Regions from separate parts of the Pan troglodytes genome. Here region 2 is linked to region 1. A link is a contact called in public Hi-C data. All regions are on one chromosome and are shown on one strand. Each heading gives the region's core, a stretch centred on a gene start, on an enhancer-like site or on the middle of the called end of the contact. The rest is flanking DNA. Distances are from core to core; before and after follow the strand shown.

The links. Hi-C and Micro-C count contacts between places; a contact is called where the count stands out from the background.
Region 2: a Hi-C map of induced pluripotent stem cells shows a contact between it and region 1, with 3 times the contacts expected there. The contact joins the enhancer-like site here to the promoter of SULF2 in region 1. A contact is called at or near these places in 2 of 7 Hi-C or Micro-C datasets (induced pluripotent stem cells and stem cell-derived neural progenitor cells), 1 of 1 datasets of contacts at active chromatin or transcription factors (stem cell-derived excitatory neurons) and 1 of 1 other capture datasets (stem cell-derived neural stem cells).

The regions. Positions count from the first base shown.
Region 1 is chr21:54,052,013-54,054,802 of NHGRI_mPanTro3-v2.0_pri, forward strand. It overlaps SULF2 (sulfatase 2), which reads right to left and starts at 1,388. Exons shown (of 20, transcript XM_054675020.2): 1 at 809-1,388.
Region 2 is chr21:54,571,789-54,574,578 of NHGRI_mPanTro3-v2.0_pri, forward strand. No RefSeq gene overlaps it. Among named protein-coding and RNA genes, the nearest start is that of SULF2, 520 kb to the left of the region's middle. Within about 2 kb of position 1,428, at least 6 of the 24 cell types and tissues checked have an H3K27ac peak or open chromatin away from gene starts, as enhancers often do. A contact at or near this core is called in induced pluripotent stem cells, stem cell-derived neural progenitor cells and stem cell-derived neural stem cells, where this site is marked.

The DNA.
Region 1 (2,790 bases), core at 138-2,637:
CACCTGGGCGGCGCTCGCGGCCGGGCTCACGCCGGGGAAGGCTCCGGCCGCCGCGAGCCCTCGCCCGAGCCCGGCGTCCCCCAGCCACCCACCTGCCCCCCCCCGCCCCACTCACCAGCGCGCACGGCCCCGGCAACCTCACCCGGAGCGGGGCGCCGCCGCCGCCTCTGCCGCAGCCCGGCCGGGCCGCGGGGCGCAGGGGACTCCGCGCCGCCGCTGCTGCTGCTGCCGCCGCCGCTGCCGCTGCTGCATCCCCCGGCGAGCGCTGCTGCTCCTCCTCCTGCCTCCTCCCCGCCCCCCAGCGCCGCCGCCACCGCCCCCGGCCCCCGCCCCGCGCGCCGCCCCAGCCAAAGTCCGGCTCCGCACCCCGCCCGGACCGCTCTTAAATCGCCCCAGCCCGGCCGGCCGCGCTGCCCCAGCCAGCCCCTTGGCACGGCGCTACCGCCCCCCGCTCGCCTGCCCGCCGGCCTCCGCGCAGGGGAGGCGGGCGCGCTCCGGGGCGGGGAGCGTCGGGCCGGGAGCCGCGGACGGCTGGGGCCCGGGGCGCGGGGGGCCCAGCCGCGGTGCCCTCCTCGAGCCCTCCGCGCGCTAGCGCTTTTACCTCCGGCCTGGGGGACGCGCGGCCCGCGACCCGGCCCTGCCTGTCCCCGGCGCACGGCCCCGGCCCCGAAGTCCAGCTCCGGACGGGGCAGTGAACGCAGAGCTGGGGTCCCGGCGGCTCTCGGCCTCCCGATGCCTCCGGACTCGGCTGGCCGCGCTCCCGGCGCCGAGCGCGCACCCTCGCCGGGACACACAGACGCACACTCACCCGACACACTCTCGCTCCCGCTCGCCCTCGGCGGAGAGTTGAAACAGATGTGGGATTCGCCCAGGAGCTGGAAACGAGGGAGGGAAGCGAGCCAGAGCCTTGTGTGCACGTGTGTGTGCGTAACACACAAACCAGGGGGCATCGCTAATAAATCAAATATCGTGATAAATTCAGGAGGGCCATCGATCAGGTCCACTTGGCTGGAAACGACGTGAATCTGCCTCTTTTCCGCATTCTTCTTCTCCTCTCTCGGAGCTGGAGGGAGCCAAATGTTCCGCGGGGAGTGCGACAGCCCCGGCCGGGCGCTCCCCTCGTAATGACACGTTAATAAATGTTTTCTTTTATCTGCTTTCACAGGACTCGCCCCGGTCTGCAAACACTCGACTGCCTTTGCCGAAAGCCTCGCGCTCGCCTCCAGCCACACACATTTGCCATTGGAGAGGCCGGCGCCGGCCGCGACCCGCAGCTCAATCGCAGGGCAAACCGAGCTGCCTGTGCGCGCCCGAGAACTCCCCGAGAAATTAACTTGGGCTCAAGTGAAAATAGCAGCTGTTGTCCAGAAATGGCCCGGGAGTAGCATAGAAAGGAGAAACCGGCTTCCTCCGAAAGGGGAGGAATTCGACTCAAGGGGGTGCTGTCTACCGTGGTTTCTGCTGTCCCTCGCGCCACAGAAGAGGCCGGAGGGGGACCGGCCTGACGCGGGTGGGCAAAGAGCGGGCAGAGAACTCACCAGCAGCTGCAGAAAACACAGCCGAGTTGCTAGCTAAGGGGAAACAGACGCCGCTGTGGGAAAGCACTTGTAAACAGCAGTAACTTATTAAATCTTGTGACAATCTCACACAGTAAGTTACTATGCCCGTTTTACCATGGAAACCAAGAGAGGTTTAGTAACTGTCCGAAGATCACACAATTATAAGTGGTGGATCCTGTGAAGCCAAGAAGCCTTAGCTCCCGGCTTATGCTCTTAAATCCTAGGATGTTTTTACTTTTCAACCTAGCATCTCCTTTCTCTGATATGATCCTCCATGGTAGAGTTGTCAGACTTAACAAATAAATACAGACATCCACGGGGAGGAACTTAGTACTAAAAAATCATTCATTTTTAAATCTGAAATTCAAATCGGATCTCCTGACTGGGTTTGGAGCTCTAGGCTCCTCCCCATAACCTCTGTTAGCCACGCCAATCAAGTTAGAGCCTAAATAAATCAGAAAAACCTTGAACTTGCTTTTCCAAGTCAGGTGCTGGCCCTACCTTTGGCATCACTGATAAGGCTGAACAGCTCCCACCTTCTTTGCCCTGGGACAGAATGTCAGGCTTCACCATCATAGACCGAAAAATAATGGAGACCCCTCTCCTTCCGCCTCATCTCTGCAGAAGGACATATATATCATTTAGAATTTTCTAGTAGTGGCATTAGAAAGTAAAAAGAAACAGGTGAGGGCCGGGCACAGTGGCTCACGCCTGTAATCCCAGCAGTATGGAAGGCCGAGGTGGGCGGATCACTTGAGTTCAGGAGTTCCAGACCAGCATGGGCAACATGGTGAAACTCCATCTTTACAAGAAATACAAAAATTAAGCTGGGCATAGTGGCATGTGCCTGTGGTCCCAGCTACTCGGGAGGCTCATGTGGGAGGATCACTTTGAGGCTGGGAGGTGAAGGCTGCAGTGAGCCATGATTGTTCCACTGTACTCCAGCCTGGGTGACAGAGTCAGACCCTGTCTGAAAAAAGCAGGTGAAATTAATTTTAATATTAATAATACAGTTTACTTAACCTAGTATATCCAAAATCGATCTCTTCAACATGTAATCAATATAAAATTAATGAGATATTTTTACATTATTTTTTCTTACTAAGTTTTGTAATCTGGTGTACATTCTAAACTTACAGCACATCTCAATTGGGACCAGCCACATGTGGCTCAGGGGTCCCATGCTGGACAGTGCAACTCTGGCAGGTTCTGCGGTCAATGGCTGTTTCCA
Region 2 (2,790 bases), core at 178-2,677, 520 kb after region 1:
GGGTATGGTGGCCATCAGTGCTATTTGCTAAATATGTAAGGGCTTCCTTCCTGCCTTTTGGTAGAATTGCACTTCCCTGCCACCTTGCCGTTTGGTGCAGTCATGTGACTGGTGTTGTCTAAGACATGTGAGTGGAAGCAGCGTGTATCATTTTTGAGCCAATGTTCGTTAAACCACTTTAGCTTCCACCTGTCATGGTGATTTTCTAGAAATGTGTCAAGATGAAGGCTGGGGCCCTGAGCAAATACAATGTGCAGACACCACTGCATTCACAGAAGGGAAACATAGCATTTGAGAGAATTAGCTGTTTCTTATTTTAAGCTACTGAGATTTGGGGATCTTTTAACTGCCCGTAAGCCATCCCAATTAACACACAGAGTCATTTACAAATCATTAAAGCCTCTGATGTTAAATCTGTGAATTGAAATGTTCTACAATGTGCAAATCACTTTGGTAACTTTTTTTTTTTTCATCTGGAAAAACTCAGTCCTTCGTCAGCTCTGAATTGTGGTGGTAAACTCCTGGGTTCTATCTGAAGTCAAATACCAAGGAGAAGGTGCAAGCTTCGCCTTCTGGAATAAATTCAGTGAACTGCCAAGCTTCCATTCTCTCTCCTTGGTACTTGACTTCAGACAGGACCCGGGAGTTTACCACCACGATGTTTCCTGCTGCCTGCTGTAGCCCTCTGAGCCCTGGGTCTGTGCTCACTGTGCTGATCCTGGCGACCATGACCTCTGTGACATTTCTCAAAAATCCCATTTTCTGCTTTGACCTAGGGTCAGAGACACACTCAATAAGCAAGCCTGGTGTCCATCAAACGTTGCTTTAAATAAGAACATAAACTTAAAGGTCTTTACAAGAGAAATGGCATGTGCAGCTAATGGAGACCAGAGAAAGAGTTATTAGTCCAGGAAATCGGGAAAACTGATTAGCAAGACGAAAGGACATGGCCTGAAATCCAACTAAGCAGTGACAGATGCAGATATTATTCTGCAGGTGTCAGTTCATCCTGCTTAAATAGCAAGGCCTGAAGGCTGGTGGGATCCTTCACTCCTTTACGTTGACAACAACAAAAAAACACCAAAACTCAAATTTAGATAATCATCAATTGCAGAACAATTAAAAATTATCTTTGTAACCAGAAAACTATTTTTCTCTCCCTGCCTGTAATTGTCTGCCCTTTGTCTGAGGCCTTAACAGATCAGAGGTCAAGCATTCTTAAGCTTTGAGTGGAACCAGAGCACTCAATCCAGCATCAAAGTCCTGAATGAGGTCGGCTGCTCCTGGAAAATTTTTGAAAGTACACGTCATCGCATTCCGATGATTCTGGCCTTAAATTTTCCTTCCATTTCTTAGCTGAAGGCCTAATTGAAAACACCCAAAGCTAGTTGGGTGCTCTGTCTTAAAGGTAAAGAAGGACACCTTCAGGAGAAAGGAGGGAAGAGAGCTGATAGCTTGATGACTCTTCTTGCAGAACCAGCTGAATCTAGGGACTGAGTAGTAGCCGGCCACGCAGTATAATTTTAGGGACCCTCTAAGTACCACTGGACTGCTGTGTGCCTTCAATACTACCATTATTGCTCCTTTCAGGTGAAGGCACTGAATACTCCTTTTAAAGTAAAAACATCATATAATTGGAAGATTTAATCAGTCAGCACTCTTGGTTGCTTGCAACAGAAAAGGAGTTAAATAGCTTTAAATGAAAGAATTTTATTACATCGGTTGACTAAAATGTGCCAGGAATGCCTTGTTCGTTGCAGGCACAGCTGGATCTAGAGGCTGCAATGATGTCATCAGGTCCGGACGAGTGTCTCCTGGCCTCTTGGCTCTTCTTTTTCCCTCTCAGGACCATTCTTAGAGAGTATCTCCTATCATGGCTGAGGACAGATTCAGCCCGGCAGAAAAGAGCCTCTGCTGCTCTCAGAAGCCACAATAAAAGGCCTGTTGCATCTCATTGGCCCCAAGTGTGTCACATGCACCCAGGCACTGGAACATTCATGGCAGCTTTGTTTGTCTGTGATCATGAAAAACACAGAGCCAGCCCGGATGTCCACCAGCTGGAGCTCATGGCGTGGAGTACTCTACAGAGGTTAAAATAAACTGGAAAAGTGGTCATGCATGAAAATGCAGTGAAAGTGAAATACACGAGCATAGTAAACCTAAAGTTCAGGTGTGATTCTCAGAGGGAGGGAGGCAAACGTGATGGTGGAGAGTTACACTAGAAGCTTCCGCTGTACTTGTAAAGTTTGATATCCTTTGTGAAATGGTTTGTTGCAGAATAGTTTTCTATGCACCTAAAATGCTTTTAAAAATTCAAGCCACAAATACCCAACCCACACTCAGCGTATCATCTTTGCCCTGAAATGATGTCTGTCCCACGTGAGTCTGTGCATCTTGTTAGATAACCTCAGAAACATGAGAACACTCGACTCGTTCTCCTTAGCAGCAGGCTCCTGCTAGCTCCGTTCTCCTGGATCCCTTTGGATTTGTCTTGCTGGGTTGTTGGGGAGTGGAGACGCCCTCCTCCCTGAAGCGTTTCCTCATATGGTGATTTGTCTATTGTGCATCAGTCAGGATCCCGGGAGGACCTGCAGGTGCAGCCACCTCCCCACAGGGACGGAACCAGATCCAGCTGCCCAGAACCAGGAGACCCAATGTCAGGTGCAATTCTGTGCTGGGATCTGAGTGGAACCACAGGTCTGTGCAGCAGGAGCTGAGAAGCTCATGACTACAGAGAGAGGCATGGCTGGGGACCCATTGCCTCTGCCCCATCTCCATCTCTGCACCTCG